7 separate regions of the Mus musculus genome follow, and regions 1, 2, 3, 4, 5 and 6 are each linked to region 7. A link is a contact called in public ChIA-PET, HiChIP or PLAC-seq, Micro-C and promoter capture Hi-C data. All regions are on one chromosome and are shown on one strand. The core of a region is the stretch at or near the end of the contact, and the rest is flanking DNA. Distances in the headings are between cores, read along the strand shown.

Region 1 (2,700 bases), core at 153-2,652, 420 kb before region 7:
TCTGATGATAACTCCAGCTTGTGCCAAGTTGACACACAAAACCAGCCAGTACATCTCCTAATGGTTTTATGAAGTTGCGTCTCGTTTCTATTCCTCCACAGGACGCAGGTAGAAAGATCAGAGAAAGGCTAGATTCCAGCCACCCCAGTCTCTACCTCTCTTAAACCAGCAAAGGATACCTCTTAATTGTATGTTAAAATCAAGGGGGCTGCAAGGCTGTGCTTTCTTTAAGGTTCTAGATAACTTGTTCTGTGTCTCTTCTGGCCACTTCCGATACCTTCCCTGATGTATCTCATCTCTTGGATGCACCCTTACCTCCAATTTTATGTATTTTTCCCTCCCTGGGTAAGTCTGCCTTTACAATGTCCATTCTGACCTAGACATGACAGCCATTGGACTAAGGGTCCACACTAGCCCTGTGTAGCACTATTTTAATTTTAATGTGATTAGTGACATTTGGAACAATCTTTTTTCCCCCTCTGAGACAAGGTTTCTCTGTGTAGCCCTGGACACGGGGATCTTTCTGTGTCTGCACCCCCCCCCCCCCAGTGCTGGGATCAAAGTCATGCACCACCACTGGCCAGTTGAAACAATCTTATTTTCTGATGGAATCACATTAAAAAGCTTAGACTTGGATATGTGTCTATTTTAGAGGGTCACAATTCACCCCCTTACAGATGTTCCAGTGATTTTGAGTTCACACTGAATATAAATAAAGGTGGGGAAAACTGACTTGCTCAAACCCCCAAAGAGAAGGTACGAGGGCTCAACGATGGGAGGCAAATTAAGAGGGAAAAGGGAGGCGGCCCCTTGTTTGGACTTCAAACACAGATGCTAGACCCTTGCTTGTGGTCTCCTGGGATGTCCTGCCAGATGCTGACCCCTGGGCCAGGGGACTCAAAGCACTGTATTCTCCAGCGTCTCCTTGGATTATATTTAATGAATTGGCCATCAGCTCTCACTCTAACGGCCTTCATCCTCGACCCCCAACAAAAAGAAGAGCAACAGCAGCATCAACAAATTCTGACCGATAACGACTCAAGCCAAACCAAACCCCCCCAACCCCCCTCCCCCGCCTGCCACCCCCGAATTGAAAACCACCTTTGATGGCCTGGATGCGGTTATCACAATAATTGTCTGCAGAGAAGAACGGGATGGCACCAGAGACCTGTCAGGAGGCGACAGGAAGCAGAGGCAGCATGACTTATTGTTGGTGACACGGATTCATCTTATTAAGGAGTAATGAATGGGTTAGCTCGGCAATTAATCACCAAAGCCTACTCCCCGGAGCTAGGAGAAACGGGAAGTGCCGAAATAAAGACAAGAAGAAAAGCTGTCACAGAGGCAGCGCGCTTTTCACGGATGGAGCTGGCTGACGGAGCCACGTGTTGCGGTCACCTGGAGGGATGTGTGAGTCAGAATCAGCGGTGCTGAGGCGCACTGCCTGACCCGGGCAATCAAGTCCTTGAGGGGTGAACCCGGGAAATCGCGTTTTTTCTGGCGCTCCTGAGATGATTCAGTGCAGCTAAGCTTTGGCACACTGAGAGAGGGGGGAGGGGGAAGGAGGGAGAGAGGGAGGCTAGAGCATACCCCCCATGTCCCTTAACCTCCCCCTACCCCCCACTTACGTCAATGATGCTGGCTCACCCGGGCCAGGCACCAGGATGCTACTTACTTGCTGCACCATTACCTCTGGTTAGCCGGGTTATTCTGAGAAAATGATTTTGATGAGGTCATTTTGGGGTGACTGTTTTATACCAAAAGGCCCTCAACAAAACATGAAAGCGGAGTTTTATGGCCTGAGCCTTCAGCACCCCACTTCCTAAAGACAGTGTGGCCTACGTGTGGGTAGAGAGCATTGGCTTCATTTGTGACTTGGGTAGGAAACAGTTGAGAACTTGGTGGTTTCTATAAGCACTGAAATGTCCTCAACTCAGGACAAATACAAGCATGTCACACTGTCCCCTGTTTCAGGCTGCTGCAATAGAATACGTGAGACTGGGTGTTTCACGAAGAGCAGAAATTGTTATACCATAGAGGCTGGGAAGGTCAGATGCACCGGTGTCAGGGAAGGTGCACAGCTAAGCACCTTCACCCTGCTCTCCCGTAGTTAAGGTGGAAGCAGGGCAGCGCGAGATAGCAGCAAATGGGCTGAGTTTTCATCTGTGAGGAAGCCATTCCTTCAAAAGGACAGTACTCCATTTGGATTTGATTGCCTCCCAAAGATCTCACTTCTCAACGTATTTGTGTTGAGGACCTAATTCTCAACATGTGGACTTGAGGGAGACACCTTCCAACCACAGTGCCTCGGTAGTAAACTAGTAGTGGCAAATTGCCAAGAGACTTCCTCCGAGAGGAGGTTCTTTCAAAGGACACTGTGGGTGGAACCTCAGAGCCGTGTCTGCCTATTGGCTCGTGGCCAAGTCCATTTTGCACCCTACCCAATGACACAGCAAAGGAAGGCGCAACCTGTGCTAGCAGGGGTCATTCTCTTTGGTTTGTCTCCCTGTCTGACACCTGCTCAGTCCCCTCATGGTTGTTTTACACCTTTATCTCCCAACACTGGCCAGAGAATTGCCCTAAATTTGAGACCAGTCTGGTCAACAGAGTGAGTTCCAAGCCATCCAGAGCTATAGAGTGAGGTCCTGTGTCAAAAATAAAAAACAATAAAACAAAAACAACAAAACAAATCAAACTGAA
Region 2 (2,700 bases), core at 75-2,574, 390 kb before region 7:
CATCATCCTCAAGGCGCTTGTCTGGAAGCAAGTCTCTCAGCTCTCCACAGATTGCGGGCAGGGGGGGGGGCGCTTTCTACTGACACTCAGTAACCAGCTTCCCTTTTCTCTACATAAGGTCCAGAGGGGGTCTGAACAGGTTTCCTTGTGGGAAATCTGGTACCATTGTGCCCACACTCTTGCTAAGGCTGATCCTAGAGCATGAAGTAGGTGCTGCAAGCCAGTCATTGTGCTAGGGACCCCCCTACTCCCCAAAGGCATTTCATTCCCAATTCGCTGGACCACTCTTTTTTCACAGAGGCCAAAATCTCTGGCAAGAGCCTACTTAGTGGCAGCTCAACTCCCTCCACCGAGACAGGGTCTCCTGTGTCTTCGCACACCTTGCCTAGGAGAGAAATCAGAGCTAGATTATGCTACCTAGGCTGCCGCAGATTGCCCGCTTCCTCTAGCCTGCTCCTTCCCACAAGACTGGAGATGGAGATGGATGTAGAGGCAGCCTGCTTTCTCCTAAGCCCGTTCATGGCTTCTCATCGTGTTCATCTCCCTTTGTGCCTACGTGTTTGTAATAAAATACCCATAAACACATCGTTAACATTGGATAGGGACACCCTAAAAGGTGTGTTTGGACTTAATCTCTTTACGGGCCTCATCTCAGAGTTATGTTCGTTTGGAAGCACTAGTGAATCTTGGTGGGGGAATGTGATACCATTCAGTCCCTAACAGAGGCCTAAATAAGTTTTAGGTATATGAGGTCACATTCTGCAAGACGTGCAGGCTATCTTTATCTCCTATGCAAACGAACCAATTTCTGTAAACATTTTTTCTAAAAGCAGTTGTTGAACAGAAATATCCAAACACTAGGTACACTGCCTTAAGTAATTGTTTTTAAGTCATGTGTTTGGAGTTTTGTTCAAGAAAAATAATGTGTGAAATCCACTTTATAAATCAGCCGCTTTAGAAAAATGTCTGTCTTGGAAGCCAATTTTTCTCTCCTCTATCAACAAACCTTTCCAAGTGAAGGTTTAAGCGGGAGGGTGTAGTACAGGCAAATGGGCACGAGGTGGCGCCCTAAGTAGCGGCAAGGAGCAGGCAAAATGCATCAGGCTCTGGATTTGGTTTGAATGAAGAATGTATTCATTCAACATGTATTCAGTCCTTGTTGATTGAAGCTTTAGGGTTGGAGCTTTGCAATGTCAGGATCTTGCAGCAGAAACGACCTGTTTAGATTCTTATCTACTTATTTTCTAGGCTATTGTTTGACCCAGATATTTGCCTCTGCCCAGCTTGCTGGGTGAAGTGAGGTTAGGTCTGTAGCTGATTTGCATCTTTAAGCGCTGTCCGGAACTGGTCAGCTGGATCTGCAGTCAAGTTTGGGCGTGCTCTTCGTCAACAGCTCCTCCCTCCGTTTTCTTTGTCCATTGAAAAAAAAAGTTGCATCCTTCACTGATTCCCTGCCCAAGCTGCAGGTGTCACCACACAAATTGGGCAGTCTCCAATCGTTCCTCCCCTGACGGTTGTTCTCTGGCTTTCTCCTTCCATGCACGGAGAACTGGTTTTGTTTCCCTTGACATCTTGTTTCCACCTCAGCTACGTGGAGGAAGAGTCGCAGTGTTTGTTTATTCCTCTGGTTCCCCTTTCCTCCTGATGGTAAGAGCAGGTCCCTTTGGGCCCCCAGCTCCCACCAGGAGCACCCCACCCCCAGCTCTACTAGGAACCCTTTCTGGGTTTTAGCATCGCCTTCTGTACCTGCCCCTTGAGGTTTCAGTAGGAAGCAGCTTCCTGCATGGACACCCAGGGGTTGGTTTGCCTCTGTCTATCTCTGTAAACTTCTGGAAACATCTTTATTAATTTCTCTCCAGTCAACCCTTAGAGGTGTTAGCTCTTCCTGCAAGGTTTTGATTGAGTCACAGAACCAGAAAACCCTCTTTGTGCCTCCATTTCTCTTCTTTTAAGTGAGAATTCATATCCACCTTGTTAATGAGGATCTTCTCTAACAATGACTATAAGCCAAGTGACATCTGAAACCTGTTAACTTCTCTGTACAAGCCTCTGTAATCATCAGAGTGAGCGTCACAGACTAGGTCCTTGGTCCAATGTCTTCCTTCACTTATGCTAATTTTTGTATTAATGGGCAGGTTAATGGGTGCCTTTATGCCGAAGCACCAAAGCATCACAGAAGATTGTCACAACCGTGCTAGTCAACGCTGCGGTCCTGACTACAGACGCAGAGGCCAGACTGCCAGAACCCCAGGCCCTTATGAGTGTTATGTGCTGTGTTTCCTGGCGTATACTAGCCTGTTGCTTCCTCTTTTCCATCTTGCCGACTCCTTCCACCTGCAAAACAGAAGCTGCCCGAGTCCAGCTGTTGTTTATATGGAGGTACATCAAGGCCAGGGAGAGCAAACATTTAACAGGGGCTCTGCTGGGGGCCGGGAGCAGCCTCTGAGTGTCCTTTGCTCCTTTGGTAGCTGGACACTGGGTCCTTCCTACTCCGTGTCAGCAGTTCAGAAGCCTGGCGAATACAATTACTCTAAGACTCTGGACTTGAGCTGTTCATCCCAGCAAGGAGCAGGCTGGAAGTTTCTGGAAGCTTAGAGTCAGCAGGCAGGTTGAGGTGTCTGGAAGGACAGACCCCACCTCATTCAGCCTGGACAGATGCTGCCCAGGTGCCTGAGTGGTGAGAGCCACCGAGAGCAATCT
Region 3 (2,700 bases), core at 195-2,694, 440 kb after region 7:
TGGAGACTAAACGAAGCACGAAACGATGCCCACCAACAGTCACAACCCTGACTCCACATGAGCCACACACATAACAAATGCCATCACCAGAAACCAGTAAGAACAAGATGCGTATCTGATGTTTTCCACTCTCATCTTTGTACCTGAAAAATTACGGTACGTGTGAGCAGAGATCTTTAATAACTGTCAACACACGATTAGCTATGTCCACGTGACAGCAAAATACAACTACCTAACAACTTAAAAGCCAAAACGGCTATGTGACAGGGATCTATTTCTTTAAGTCACTTCCCACCTATTTATTGTCAGAGACGTCCCACTGGTTTTCATAACAGACTTAAAAAAAAAAAAAAAGCCTGTTTTGTGTCTTAACGCTTGAGAGTCTACGGTATGAATTTTTCTTTTGAAAGGACCTCCTGTCGCCTTTAAATGATACCAAAACCATCTCATGCTTATCCTGAAGGAAAGTTTTGAGCTAAGACAGAAATTATGGCTCTGACTTCCTGCGCTCTTACGTTCTCTGGTAACCGCTCCTAACTTTACCAACCAGCAAATATTCCTGTGAAGCACTTACATAACAAAAGAGTGCAGGCGCCTCTGGCACGCCGCCAAGCGTACTTCTCTGGGTGTTTGTATTTAAAATAGAACGGTAGTAACATCACTTGCAAGCCTTTCCCTGCACAGACTCAGAATGAAGGGGGTTGAAAAATGGATGGAGCAAGCCTTACCATTCTAGGGCTCCAAGGAAATAACACATCGGTGCTAAATTAAGACGAAGACACGGACCGAATTATCCCGAGCTGGGGGTGGAGAGGGGTGGGAGCTCGCTTAGGCTAACCCGCTGTCGCCTCTGAAACACCGTGCTCAACCTGACATCCCCGGAAGGTGCGAGTGGGTTGCAGCCTCTCTCCGGCGGAGCAGAAGATGTGGGCAGCGGGGAGCGGGCTCTCTGATGCCAGAGAAGCCAGCAAAAGGCACCGCCTCCGCCCCGCTCTGCACCTGTCTCCAGCCGGATCGGGACGCGCGGACAGCAGTCGCTCACCTGGGTCTGGAGGAGCCAAGAAGGATGTGCAGAGAGACCAGAGCAGCCTCCGGGAGCATCCCGGGCCGGGCTACCTCCGCACGCAGCTCCTTCGCAGCTGGAGTTTGCAACGCGCCCACGCGTCCAGACTCCTGACCCACCCGGGTCTTCTGCAACTTGACAGAGCGCGGGCTGAGGTGGCGCAGGTGGCGAGCTTAGGGCACCGGGGTACCTGGGGCCGTGGCCGCAGCCAGCCCTCCGCCCGCGCACTTCACCACTGGGCACCGCCCAAGCCGCCGGGCTCTGATCACAGGGATGGCCCGGGCTGAGGACGCCTCGCCGGACAAAGACGCCGCTCCCGCCCACCCTCCAGTGAGGTGCCGTCCGCGGTGACAGAAGCCGGGCTGCAGCGGCCCGAGGCGCGCACCCCCTCCCGGCCGCCCGGAGATGCTCGCGAGCCCCGGCGCCTCCTCTCGTCCGGAGCCCCGTGGGGGGAGCCGAGCGCCCTCTGCTGGCCCGACACGACCCGGCAGCTCACGGGACCACAGTGGTCCGGAGCATCCAGCCTCAGACCCCAGAGAAAGGAGAAGCAGCCTGAGGTCGCTGACCTAGACTCCTGACTCCCACGAGTGGGATGTGCTGTGGTCCAATCGGAAGAGAGAGCCTCTTTTAATTGCGTGCAGCAGGAAGAATTGGGGTCCAGCGGGTGAACTCGCAAGGGATGTAGCGGGGCTGATGGACAGGAGACTAAAGAAGTCTCTGTAAGGGTTTTGTGTGTGATTGTGTGCGGGTTTGGCGGGGGTGGGGGTGGGGGAGTTGGGGTGTTTGAGGCAGGATCTCACTTGAGACTCACAGATATCCTCTTGCCTCTGCCTCCAAATCTAGGGGTAATGCATAGCCGGCTACCCACTTGAAAGACTCTTGTCTCAACGCAAGCTTGTCTGCTTCGTAGTTCACAACGTTCCTCAGAAGTAAACATGAACGCAGGACTTCTCAGTAGCCCTTCCAGGTCGCCTGAAAGCAGCGCACCTGGGAAGCCTGAAGACAGCCGGGGGGCTTCTCCAGCCTCTGGCTCACAAGATTTGGGACAGACTGACAGAGAAGACAATGAGATGCTGGCTTACTGATGTGCTTGCTCGCTTTCTCTTGGGGGTCGGGAGTGTGGGGAAAATGGGCTCCCTCCCCCACCCCAGCATTGCTGTGCCGAGCAACATTTTATACCAGCTGAATTTTTGTACTAACTGGTCTATATTGTGAAGGGAAATCATGAAAGAGCACTTTTCACACGGCTGTCTTTTTACATTATTCTATGTGGCCTCCCATTTCTTCTGGAGGAATCTAGGGCACGTTTTATCGCTTTTCCTGTCACCTTCGGGTGTTAACAAGCGGTCTGACTGGCTGTTATTACAAAGTCCAGTCCAATCTAAATCAAACTTTAAGCTCATTTCATTTAAGCCTTCGCCCCTCCCTTCCCCTAACTCACAAACCCCAGCCTGACTTAAACCTAGAAAGATAGTAAAGCCTCCTTTGTGCCATTCACTTTCCTATTTGGGTGCTCTGTGAAGCCCATGCCTCCCAGGTGCAAGGAATGAGGTCCTGGCGCTACAGCTCCTTCCTCGGGCCACTCCCACTCCTCCAGGGACTCATCCCACCCCCACCCCCATCCCACAGGCAGACCT
Region 4 (2,700 bases), core at 96-2,595, 310 kb before region 7:
AGGAGATTGTTTTCCTTAAGCAATGCAGATGCCAATGTAATAAAACCCTTCGAGTACTTGTGTGTGCGTACAGCAGGTAAAGCATGTCACAGTGGGTTCACCCTGGTCACATGGAAGGACACCGGACTTTCTGACCAGGGTCATCTAAGTATCTGGGAGAAAGACAGGGGTTTAACCTTCCCTAAACTACTGAATGCCACTGTAATAATTGGTTGCCAGGGCACTGGAAACCTTCGGGATGGGTGGCTCCACGGAGCCTGCATCTGCTGGCTGCCCTTCTGTCGGATGCAGGAGGCGGACGTGGGGGAACCAGCTCTCTGTGGCTGCAGATCTGCACCCTGCCTTTCCTCCCCAGCTGCCAGTTTGAAGGGCATGTGGGCTGTGTGATCCCTTTGTTCCTTTGAAAGAGAAGAGAAATGTGCTCGGTGTAAAAATAGGGTTTAAAAGGCTTTAAAAACCAATCATGCCACATCAGGACGGGTGACAGAGGAGAGTGCTTCCTGTGGTGGCACCTGCAGAGACCCCTCCCCCACCCCAGGTATCTCTGCCCCGCCCTGCTTCTCCTCTGCACCTCGGATTGGGTGCTCCTGGGATTCCATCTACTGGAGCCACTTGCTTTTAGGGTTTAAAGAGAGTCAATTCACTCACTGGGGGCAGGAGACAAAGCTGGGCTTGGGGCTGGGGCTTCTCAGTCCTCTCTCTGGTCCCCTTATTTTTACTTAAGAGCGGCAGGCTTTTCCATTAAAGTTCCCAGATCTTCCTCCACAAGCCCTTTCTATATTTTTAGCACCACAGTCCCTCTTATCTGGATGTGGTAACCCCTTAAAGTCTTTGAGGGCCATCCAAAAAACATCCAGGGTATCTTGTTAAAGGACGAAGCGTCAAGAGCGACGTGCCTTTTACATACTGGACCTCACATCACCTTTTGCTAGTTTTAAGGACTTTATTTACTCTTTAAGGGCAAGAATCGGGCCCTAGGTCAGCTAAAGATGCACTCCATTAAAGATGCACAATTAATTCCGTGGCACTCTGTAGGGATCTCTGCACACGACCCTCCAGCATGGCTCCTTCCTTGCTGTGACAGCCTCAGTCAGGGGCTGAGGCTTGTAGCTCAGTCTGTAATCAGTTGTTCTTCACTGCTGGCCTTGAGGGGAAAAAAAGTCATTTGCTGTGCCCCGAAGGGAGTCTTTAGTGTAATTCCACATTCCTGGCTGGTACCCAGGGCCCCACACTAGCTGTCAGTCCCACCTAGCTCCCTCCTCACCATCCCCGTGTTACACCAGGGCCCCACTCAGGGCTTTGGCATCAGACCTTCATCCGAGCTTTCAATCTCAGCTCTGCCAGTGACTCTGGGTAAGCAATTAATGAGTCACTTTCCTCTGGAAAGTGGAGTTAGTGGCACTTCCTTTATTTGTACAGAGAAGGCTTTTGAGCATATGTGAGACTGTTCGGTGACTTGGAACAAGAGCTCTTCCCTTCTGAGCTCTCCTCTGTGATTTGTCAGAAAAATTACCATAACCAGCCCACAGTGCTGGGTGAGTGGTCTGACAGCTGTCTCCCTGGTGCAGCCCTCTGAGTAGCGCTAGTGAGGACCCTATGCTGACTGCAAAGATAGCCCACCCCCCACCCTACCCCCATAGCCCCCCTTTCCAGACACCCACCTCCATTACTCCCATCAGTCCCTGGGACTCCTGGGATGGCAGGGAGGCTAGGAACCACCCCACCCCACCCCACCCCCTTTGCCAGATCCTCTACCTTAAGAAAACATTACTGGGGTCCAGAGAGATGGCTCAGCAGTTAAGAGCACTCACTGCTCTCACAGAGGGTCTGAGTTCAGTTCCCAGTACTTGTATTAGATAACTCACAACCAACCATCTGTGATCCCCCCTACAAGGGATCCAACACCCTCTCCTGGCCTCTGTGGTCATACGTGTGTGAGCGTGCACACACACACTTTAAAATTTTTTACTTCACAAGAGATAAAAGCTGTCCACACACTTCAACTTTTCCTAGAGATCCGCTGAGCTCAGCTAAACCTCGCAGTTCTTAGGAAGTGGTGGAGCCAGTTCCACACAGGGACCCCAGCCAGCCAGCTTCCATCTACTCTATCTGTGCTCTTGACAGAGTGGCTCTGCCTTTGAGGATCCAGCTTCCTTATACAGAGATCCTAAATCGGGGTATTGACGCTCGCTCGTTTCTCTTGCCCACACATAGCATCAGCTTTAATGGCGTGTTTTCCGAAGACGCTGCGAGAAAGCCAGGGGCAGCTCCTGCTGTTGCCCTGCTGCCACCAGAACATCATCATGGTACACAGATGCTCTGAGGGTCTTGTCAGAAGAAGCCTGTATCCTAGGAATAATTAAATTTTGCTGCAGAGGAATGAACGGGTTGTGTGTCCTTCATTCCGCTATTCGGTCATTGACACTAAGATTCGCCCTGTGCCTTGCAACGGGATTGTGGAGGAGACAGGAGCCCACAGGCTGATAATGCACATGGGATCCAGAAGAAGCAGACGGAAAGACTCTGTGTTCAGGGGGTGTCGGGGAAGCAGGACACGTTTACAAGAATGCCGTTCTCTTTCACCTCGGCCTTCTTGCTGTCTGGGTTTATGTTTAGTCTCCACAGCAGCCTGACTGTCTAGGGCAGACTCACAGCATATCTGATGTTTCCGTCAACAGCTGATGATCCGTGTGATCTCCA
Region 5 (2,700 bases), core at 79-2,578, 340 kb before region 7:
CCTTTGGGTCAAAGGGTAGATGTATTCAGTTTTTTAAAAAGATTTATTTTTAATTATGCGTAGGTGTATGTGTCTTGGGGTGCGGGGTATGTAGGTACAGGCAGATAACTTGGATTCCCAAAGCAAGAGTCTCAGGCATTGTGGGTGCTGGGACCTGAACTCAGTCCTCTGCAAGAGTGGTATATAACCTTAACTGACGAGCCTACTCTCCAGCCATATCTTCAAATCTAATCAATACTGTTCAGTTTCCTGCTGGAGAATTCTTAATGCACAAGGGCAAGGGTCACTCAAATGACGGCTTCAAGACATATAGAATCCAAAGCTTGACTCTTTCAGATCATCTCCTGGAGAACGGTTTTTCTTTTCTTCCTTAGGAATAGAGGGGCTTCAACGGGTCCTTCAACCGAGAACAAGATACGGGAAGGCTTACTTCCTGAGAGAGGGATGTAGGGAAGAAAGACAGAGGCGGAACTGTGTGCTGTTCCTTTCCCAGGATTCCCCTCAGGGTGCACAGCAGGTGGGAATCACAGCTGCTTTCTCAGACTTAGATTACAGTTCCTGCAAACAGACTCTCTTCTTTCCTTTTCTGACCCAGCAGACTGCTAAGGCGATTAAACATATCTCTGCTCTCAGGTACCAAGTGTGGTGCAGCAAAGAGTTGGACATTGTAACAGTTAGAATTAAGGCCCTTAAAAAGGAGATTCTAAAGGGGCTAGAGAGATGGCTCTGTGGTTAGGAACACTGGCTGCTCTTCCAAAGGGCCTGGTGGCTCCCAACCATGTGAAAGTGCCTGGGAATTTCCAGGTCCTGGGAATCTGATGCCCCCTTCTGGCCTCTATGGGTATTGCATCCATGTGGTGCACAGACATTTATGCAGGCAAACGTTCATACACATAAAATAAAAATAAATCTTTGAAAAGAGAGAAAGAGGGGCTGGAGAGATGGTTCAATAGTTAAGAGAATTTGCCATGTCCTGCTCCACACATCCTTCTCTCGGGCTTCTTGACTCAGCTTGCGGCTCTGTGAATTTTCTTCTGCTCGCCCAGAGCTCTGTGGCAGGGGTCACCCTTCCCACCTGCCTTGCCAGGTCGCCCTCCCCAACACCCCCACTGTTGCCCCATCTCCCCTGTCCCCAGTCAGGTCCCGAGTGCTCCCACCTGCCCTCTCTGCCAGCCACTCATACCTTGGACTCTTTGAGGGTGACTGGAAAGGAGAAGCAAGACCGTGTCGTCATCTAACTTTCCTGTGAAACCCGCGCAGCCGCGGGTCCTAGCACAGAGTCTGAGTTCAGAGTTTACAAAGCTTCTGTTAACTGCTTCCTGCTCTTCCAGCAAGTTCTACAAACCGAACTACAGTTCCCTTCAGGCTTCTCGAACTCACTTCCGGTGCTTCTTGCAGGAAGCCCGAGAGAAGGATGGGTGGAGCCCCACTGGGCTTTCCCCAATTCAATCAGTTTATAAACTAAACTTCATTTCCATGGGGGCAGCTCTTTGAGCTCCCCGCACCCGGAAGTCTCCAGTGGCTCCAGAAGTCTCCCTTGGCACTATCCCATTTCCTTCGGCTCTTCAGCATCACACACATCATGCCTTCACGTCTGAGCTCCTCTCCAGCCTGCAAAATGATCAACAGATGGGGACCACTGTGTCTCCAGAGCCTACCTCATAGTAGGTGCTCAATAAGTATTTGCCGCATGAATGGCTCTTCCGGGGTGCGTAGTAAACACTTGGTAAGAGTAAGCTGAATCATCGAAGGTCCATTTCTGTTTAAGCCTTTATCAACTCAAAACAGGAATTTGACAATGACACCCCCTCCATATTGGCTGCAGAACACATCCAGATTAACTGTCACAAAGCGCCACACTCATCAGGTAACTCTAAAGGAAATTTATCCACAGCTTCCCAATAAATTCTGAGCAAACCTCCCGCCCTCTGTGGCTGGGTCAGGGCCTACAGAATTTCTGGCTTGGAGCCTGGGGTTGTGATGTCAGCCTTCAGGGTTTCTGAGAGCTGAGTGTCTGCCCAGTGCTGTTTGTTTGCAGAACTGGCTCCCTCTCCTAAGCGCCCTGTTTGCACAGGGGTGTTTGCAGCTAGCCGCAGCCTGTGATTAAATCGAAAGCGGCTTGGTGTTTGAACTTGGTCATTCCTGAAGGTCACCAGTGGGCGGTCTCCAGGAGGTCAGCAGCTGCATGCACGAGGCCTTTCAATGACCCCTAATTAACATCTGTACTTGGGAGGACAGAAAAGAAAAAGAGGTGGTGTTTGGCATGTGTCTGGGTGGCTGAGTTATGACACTTTCAAACTTTAAGTGGTTATCTGTCTGATAATTTTTTTTTTTTTTAATGAGGAAGCCCGCTGTCCTTGGGCCCAGAAATATCTGGGTCTGGCTTTTCTAGACATACAAGGTGCTGTCTCGGCAAATTGTGGCTGTAGCTTGTGCAGATGGGAGGTGACACACCACTGGCTGCTTTTCGGCCTTGGGTATAATTGTTGGTGCGGGTGTTGTCTATGGCCCTGTTTACAAGCCTCTGGCAGCCCCTGGCATTAAACACCCCTGGGCGCTTCCTCTGCCAGGATGTGTCCATCTGGAAACAGGTGGGGGAATTATACCTTGGCAACACACACACACACACACACACACACACACATACACACACACACAAGGCCTAGCTATTTAAGCTCTTTCTTCTACCGAGGAGGAAGT
Region 6 (2,700 bases), core at 65-2,564, 510 kb after region 7:
TTAGGCATATGAAGATTGTACAGTGCTGTGAAACTGTCAAGAGTGCGATGTTGAGAGTTACTTCCTCAATTCTCTCTGTGGCTATCTAGAGTCATCAGATCGCCTTCTCTCCAGTACAGAATATCCTTTTCTGCTAGTCAGCTCCTTTAGCCGCCCTTCCCACTCTGAAGCTGTTCCAGATCTGCCTCGAGAGAGGGTGGTTCAGTGGTTAGGAGCATTGCACCAGTACTCTCATCTGGGCAAAAATAGCCCATAGTCTGGAGTGTTACTCCTTTATCAATAAGGCTCTGGCCCACATCTGACCTTGATCTCTAGATAAGAGTAAGAGGCGCATTTGCAGGATTGTCCCCCACTTCCTGACGCAACCACTCCAGCCTAAGGTCTTCCTTTTTTGGACGGGTCCCCAAATCACAGAACTCTCAGCTTGCTTCTCTTCCTCAGGAAGTAACCCCCTATCAGCTGCAGGTGTGCTCCAGCTGTGCGCGTTGGCGGCCATTAGCGGCGGTCCTACTGTCTAGGGTGTTGCCATGGCTTTGTGAGACTTACTTACATCTTCTCAACAGAGAAAGAGCCGACTTTCAGAGAGATTTAACAATCCCCTCCCCCGCAACTCAGCAGGGGTGGCTGGAGAGAAGCTCACTAATGAAGAACACTTACTGCTCTGGGTTCCGTTTCTACGCTCTCAGGGCAGCTCACAACTGCCTGTAACACAAATTCTAGCACCATTTTCTGACCTCTGCTCGGCGTGGGCATACACATAAAATAAATGACTACGTAAAATGTAGTGAATATTTCGTTTAAATTTTCCCAAGGCCAACAACTCCCCTACTCGGAACTCTTCTCCTCTCATGAACTTTCAGTGTCTTCTCTCTCACATTGCTTGTGCAGACGCTTGCTGGGTCCACCGGAATGCTGCAGTGAACTGCAACCCTAGCGTATGACGTTTCCAACCACTTATTATTATCATCATTATTATCATTATTATTATTATCATTATCTGCTTTGGACAGGAGTCTTGTTATATCGTTGGGCTAGTCTCGAACTCTCGATCCAGATACCTATGACTCCACGGCGCTTCAGCGAAAACCAATAATCCTATCCAGATACGCTTAGCAGAACCTTCGCAGAGCTGCCGGGATCACCCAACTTGCCCAGCAACTCGGGGAGATTCAGCCGCTGAACCTTCGGGGGCGGGTGCAAGAGAATGACACTGCGCTAGACCAATCGCTACGGGGGCGCCGGCCGCCATACCCAATCACAAGCGAGCTAGGGAAGCGGGTGACAGCTCCGGCCGAAGATTGCCAGCTCTTGGCAGAGTGATGATGCTCGGCGGCCGAGTCACCACTAGGGCCCAAAGACCAAGAGTGCGGCGGCGCGGGGAGCGGCGGGGACTGAGTCCAGGGCCAACAGAGTCCGGGAGGTGCGCTTATTTCTCTTTGCCTTCTAACAGGGCTCGAGTGTCCCGTCCCAAGGGACGTCCCCCTGTTGCGGTCTAGCTCCACCTCGCTGCCCCTTCCTTTGGCTCTTCCCAGCTGGCGAACCGTGCTGAAAACCCGGGGGCGCTACGCCCCGCACTGGGTAACGGAGAACACAGTCCCGACTACGGTCCCACCTGTGCCTAGCCTAGCAGGAAAACTGTAACCGTGGGGTGAGTTTTAAAAACGAAAACAGAAACTAAACTCCCCTTCCGATCGGGAGCTGCTTTTTACAAGGCCCTTAACCTGCAGCCAAAATAATAGTAATTACATAACCTCCGGGTCCCCGGGTAACTTCATTGTTTACCTTATGGGAACCGGCCGGTGCTGTTCTGCTCAGCACTGTGAGCATTAGCTAAGCGGAGTCGGGGGCGGAGGTTGACTTAGTCCCTGCTCCTCGGAGAGAACTAGGGTACCCTCTCCCGGCAAGGGCACTCTCTCAGAAATCTGGAACTCTTTTTGCTTGCTAATGTTTGTTTATGACACATTGTTCCAACTTCCCCACTTTTGAGAATTTAGCCTCTGGGATAAAAAATCAACTGATGATTTCTATCCCCCCCCCCCACACTCGCCCCGTTTCTCTCCTCCCGCTTCCCGCTCTGCAATAGACTCGATCTGCCCACTTGAGCAATATGAAGATTTCATTCATAGAGCCCGCCATTCTCCTGAACGCGTTTGCTATGACTCTGACCATCCCGCTGACAGCGCAGTACGTGTACCGGAGGATCTGGGAGGAAACCGGTAACTACACCTTTGCTTCCAATAGCAATGGCTCTGAGTGTGACCAAAACAAAAGCAGCTCCATCTTTGCATTCCGGGAGGTAAGAAATTAAAATTAAAACCTCCCATCCTGGAGTCACAGGGAATGGAAACAGGTTCCAAACCAAAGAGGCTCTCCAAGGTGTGACCACACACACACACACACACACACACACACACACACACACACACTGAAATTAAGCCACCTTCTCTCTGTTCCTATTTCGGTTAATAGTTCCTCTTGACACCTTTAATCTGGCTCTTTCTAACTCTCTAAGGCACCTCCACTCCTGTCCCCAATCCCCACCCACCTTGTGGGACCAACTCTTTTATCCTTAGGAAATCTCACTACAATCTCACCCACTCTTCCTTGGTCTCTTGAATAACAAAAGTCCAGAAAAACTGACCAGAGTCAGCTGCCTCCCATGGGGGCGGGGCAGCAATTGTTGAGGTCTGGAGGCAGCCT
Region 7 (2,700 bases), core at 176-2,675:
CAGTGAATAGCGTTCGAATTCGGAGTCAGATACTCATCTGGTGCTGAAGGCAAAGCTGGTGGGCGCTGAAAGATGGGAGGTTTCCCTCTGTGAGAAGGGGGCACCTGGTAAAGATTCAGGAGACCTCCCTACTAGATTGGCAGGAATCAGTTCATCACCGCATGATTGACACTTACTTCTGTTGGCTGTTGGAAAACAAAGCATGTTTGATGCCTTGTTATTATCACAAACGCTGTTAGAAGTGCTTTAATGTTATCTTACAAGTGTTAGAAGTGCTTTAGTGCTATCCACCTCCCTCTACGTATTCATTAAGACTTTTTGGCTGGGCAATATAAATTAATACATCGTTAGTTTAATTCTATGGGAGTATCAACAGCTGTGGCTGACAATGAATCCCTTTACTGATAAGGCACACTTGAGAACACACATAGCATCCACCTTCTCTTTTCTCTTTTTCTTTTCTTTTCCTTTCTTTTCTCTCTTTCTTCCTTTCTTTCTTTCTTTCTTTCTTTCTTTCTTTCTTTCTTTCTTTCTTCTTTCCTTCCTTCCTTCCTCTCTCTCTCTCTCTCTCTCTCTCTCTCTCTCTCTCTCTCTCTCTCTCTCTCTCTCTCTTTTTTTAACAGGATTTCTCTGTATAGCCCTGGCTGTCCTGAAACTCACTCTGTAGACCAGGCTGGCCTCAAACTCAGAAATCCACCTGCCTCTGCCTCCCAAGTGCTGGGACTAAAGGTGTGTGCCACCACTGCCGGGCTTCGATATAATTCTTTATAAAAACTTTTATCTTATGCATATTTATGGTTTACCTGTGTATGTCTGTGCATCACATTCAAGACTTACAGATTAGTTGTGAGCCCCCATGTGGGGAGTCAGAACTGGGTCCTCTGAAAGGGTTGTCAGTGTTAACCGCTGAGCCATCCCTCAGCCCTATAGACTGTAGTTCTCGATTTTGGAGCAGAGATCAGAAGGAACCCTGAAGACTAGATTTGGGTACTAAACTTGGGGAGAGTCCCGCGGGTGTGAACTGCCTGAACTGTTCTGTTGGCTATGTGGAGGAACTACCTTGTATCAAAGGGAGGCTTGCAGGTTCTGGGGCCCTTCCTGACCAAGGCGGAGGCTAAGGCGTTAGCTAGGGCACAGCCGTAAAGTAGTCCAATGTCAAAAGAAGATTTACAACTAAGTCCAAAAAAAAAAAAAGTCTTTAAAATGTGTCTTACATCCAGTTTGGAGCAAGAAACCTGGTCGTCAGCTGTCCGTGGCTCCCCAGGAGGGGGCTCGCACCCCTCAGCCTGTGCCATCAGCTCTGACTCAAGCTCAGTTGCGGCTGCGGAGGACCAAGGGCGCGCGCGGGAGGCGCCCAAACCGGCGGGGAAGCCCGGTCTCGGGTGTCCCCGCCCACAGGGGCGCGGCCGCGCGGCGCTGTCATTGGTGCCCTGGAAGCTGACGCGCAGCACTGGCCGTGGCCGTGGGGCCCGCGGAGGGCGGCGCGCGGCTGATGAAACCGGCTCGGATTCCGCCCGCGTGCGCCATCCCCTCAGCTAGCAGGTGTGAGAGGCTTTCTACCCGCGGTCTCCACACAGCTCAACATCTTGCCGCCTCCTCCGTGAGTACGCGATCCTTGTGATTGCCCAGGAAGCTCTGAAAGCCTGAGTCACCTCGGTGTGCGTGTGTGTCTGTGTGTGTGGCCTCGGGTGGCGTTTCAGGCAGGGCGAGGGTTCTTCTTATCCTCTCCATCTCCGGGGGATGGGTGCGTGGGGCGGGCACCAGTGTTCCGGTCGCCTCCTCCGAGTCCATCTTGGTCCTTTGCAGGCGCGGCGTGGTGCATGATGCAACAGCGGGAGGGAGTGAACACGGGCGACCCGGGTGACGCCCGCCACGCGTGGCGCCGTGTGTAGGCTCCACGTGGGCGCGGGGACCCATCTACGCAGGCTGCCCCGGGTGGCATCCGGAGTCACGGCAGTCTGGGAGACCTTCCCTTACATGGCGCGGTGCGCGGCACCCCGCCCCGCCACGCGGTCCCGGGCAGTGTCGTCAGCCGAGCCGCGCGCAGGATGGACTCTTGTCAGGTCTCGCAGGCATGACCCGAGACCTGAGATTCCTGTCCTCCGGGTCGCCTCATAGTCTCCAGAGGTCCCTTTGGAGGGACTCCCTCTTGGGTGGGTTTTCCTTGTGACCCGATTCGGCCTGCACAGACTGTTCTTCCAGATGGTGTGGAGTGGGAGGAAGTTCTTCCGGCTCCGTAGACAACCTGTGCTCCGTGTGTTTCTGTCCAGTGGAAGACTTCCTGGGCACGATCAGGTCACCAGCCAAGGGTGTCCGCAGAGCAGTCCAGTGTCGCTCGCTCCAGCCCACTGCTGTGTGGACTTGTGTGTTAAGATAGCCAGACATGTGCTGGGATAGGCAGACATGTGCTGGGATAGGCAGACATGTGCTGTCAGGAAAACAAAACAAACTAAAAAACTACATTTCCCAGCACCCACAGTTATACTCTCACGTGCAGGAGGACAGGGTTTCAACCATAGGTGTATTTCTTCTAAAGGTGAGTAAACTTTCACTAGAATCCGGAGCGTTATCTTCTGCGTTATCTTTTGGTTGACTGTCTTAGCTGTCATGGAGTCAGCTGGTAATTGGGATTTTTGTAACATTTCTTGCCCTTCATGTGTGGTTAAGATAATAGGAAACCTCGACACAGTCATCCCCCTG

The links. Promoter capture Hi-C pulls out the DNA fragments that hold promoters and counts their contacts. Hi-C and Micro-C count contacts between places; a contact is called where the count stands out from the background. ChIA-PET counts read pairs in DNA pulled down with a chosen protein or histone mark. HiChIP or PLAC-seq counts read pairs in DNA pulled down with a chosen protein or histone mark.
Region 1: an RNA polymerase II ChIA-PET map of memory CD8 T cells shows a contact between it and region 7, with 24 read pairs. The contact joins the enhancer-like site here to the promoter of Slc7a1 in region 7. A contact is called at or near these places in 1 of 39 promoter capture datasets (embryonic stem cells), 3 of 115 datasets of contacts at active chromatin or transcription factors (the SCID.adh cell line, embryonic midbrain and memory CD8 T cells) and 2 of 9 other capture datasets (adipose tissue and liver).
Region 2: a promoter capture Hi-C map of embryonic stem cells shows a contact between it and region 7, with 2.9 times the contacts expected there. The contact joins the enhancer-like site here to the promoter of Slc7a1 in region 7. A contact is called at or near these places in 19 of 39 promoter capture datasets (the 3T3-L1 cell line, the HPC-7 cell line, the SN4741 cell line and 12 more), 1 of 15 datasets of contacts at CTCF or cohesin (large pre-B cells), 5 of 484 Hi-C or Micro-C datasets (bone marrow-derived macrophages, cerebellar granule neurons, cortical neurons and 2 more), 19 of 115 datasets of contacts at active chromatin or transcription factors (the SCID.adh cell line, bone marrow-derived macrophages, embryonic basal ganglia and 14 more) and 4 of 9 other capture datasets (adipose tissue, embryonic stem cells, liver and 1 more).
Region 3: a Micro-C map of embryonic stem cells shows a contact between it and region 7, with 2.8 times the contacts expected there. The contact joins the promoter of Mtus2 here to the promoter of Slc7a1 in region 7. A contact is called at or near these places in 1 of 484 Hi-C or Micro-C datasets (embryonic stem cells), 1 of 115 datasets of contacts at active chromatin or transcription factors (microglia) and 1 of 9 other capture datasets (pancreatic islet).
Region 4: a contact with region 7 is called in an H3K4me3 HiChIP or PLAC-seq map of the SCID.adh cell line, with 16 read pairs. The contact joins the enhancer-like site here to the promoter of Slc7a1 in region 7. A contact is called at or near these places in 1 of 39 promoter capture datasets (cranial neural crest), 1 of 484 Hi-C or Micro-C datasets (the N1E-115 cell line), 4 of 115 datasets of contacts at active chromatin or transcription factors (the SCID.adh cell line, bone marrow-derived macrophages, memory CD8 T cells and 1 more) and 3 of 9 other capture datasets (adipose tissue, embryonic stem cells and liver).
Region 5: a contact with region 7 is called in a promoter capture Hi-C map of embryonic stem cells, with 4 times the contacts expected there. The contact joins the promoter of 2210417A02Rik here to the promoter of Slc7a1 in region 7. A contact is called at or near these places in 14 of 39 promoter capture datasets (the HPC-7 cell line, embryonic stem cells, frontonasal cranial neural crest and 8 more), 1 of 484 Hi-C or Micro-C datasets (embryonic stem cells) and 7 of 115 datasets of contacts at active chromatin or transcription factors (astrocytes, embryonic stem cells, forebrain and 3 more).
Region 6: a contact with region 7 is called in a FOXA1 HiChIP or PLAC-seq map of pancreatic cancer cells. The contact joins the promoter of Slc46a3 here to the promoter of Slc7a1 in region 7. A contact is called at or near these places in 1 of 39 promoter capture datasets (hippocampal neurons) and 3 of 115 datasets of contacts at active chromatin or transcription factors (bone marrow-derived macrophages, memory CD8 T cells and pancreatic cancer cells).

The regions. Positions count from the first base shown.
Region 1 is chr5:148,819,308-148,822,007 of GRCm38.p6, reverse strand. No RefSeq gene overlaps it. Among named protein-coding and RNA genes, the nearest start is that of Gm36405, 11 kb to the right of the region's middle. Within about 2 kb of position 1,402, at least 87 of the 459 cell types and tissues checked have an H3K27ac peak or open chromatin away from gene starts, as enhancers often do. A contact at or near this core is called in memory CD8 T cells, where this site is marked.
Region 2 is chr5:148,791,620-148,794,319 of GRCm38.p6, reverse strand. Gm36405 (a long non-coding RNA gene) reads left to right here. Exons shown (of 3, transcript XR_377235.2): 3 at 1-3. Among named protein-coding and RNA genes, the nearest start is that of 4930505K14Rik, 15 kb to the right of the region's middle. Within about 2 kb of position 1,324, at least 23 of the 459 cell types and tissues checked have an H3K27ac peak or open chromatin away from gene starts, as enhancers often do. A contact at or near this core is called in the SCID.adh cell line, bone marrow-derived macrophages and embryonic stem cells, where this site is marked.
Region 3 is chr5:147,956,064-147,958,763 of GRCm38.p6, reverse strand. Mtus2 (microtubule associated tumor suppressor candidate 2) reads right to left here and starts at 1,444. Exons shown (of 15, transcript NM_001359503.1): 1 at 1,043-1,444.
Region 4 is chr5:148,706,921-148,709,620 of GRCm38.p6, reverse strand. No RefSeq gene overlaps it. Among named protein-coding and RNA genes, the nearest start is that of 2210417A02Rik, 34 kb to the left of the region's middle. Within about 2 kb of position 1,345, at least 163 of the 459 cell types and tissues checked have an H3K27ac peak or open chromatin away from gene starts, as enhancers often do. A contact at or near this core is called in the SCID.adh cell line, adipose tissue, bone marrow-derived macrophages and 1 more, where this site is marked.
Region 5 is chr5:148,740,468-148,743,167 of GRCm38.p6, reverse strand. 2210417A02Rik (RIKEN cDNA 2210417A02 gene) reads right to left here and starts at 1,328. Exons shown (of 2, transcript NR_028285.1): 1 at 1,184-1,328; 2 at 29-433.
Region 6 is chr5:147,893,429-147,896,128 of GRCm38.p6, reverse strand. It overlaps Slc46a3 (solute carrier family 46, member 3), which reads left to right and starts at 1,314. Exons shown (of 6, transcript NM_027872.4): 1 at 1,314-1,648; 2 at 2,084-2,296. The coding sequence starts at 2,108.
Region 7 is chr5:148,398,629-148,401,328 of GRCm38.p6, reverse strand. Slc7a1 (solute carrier family 7 (cationic amino acid transporter, y+ system), member 1) reads left to right here and starts at 1,425. Exons shown (of 13, transcript NM_007513.4): 1 at 1,425-1,600.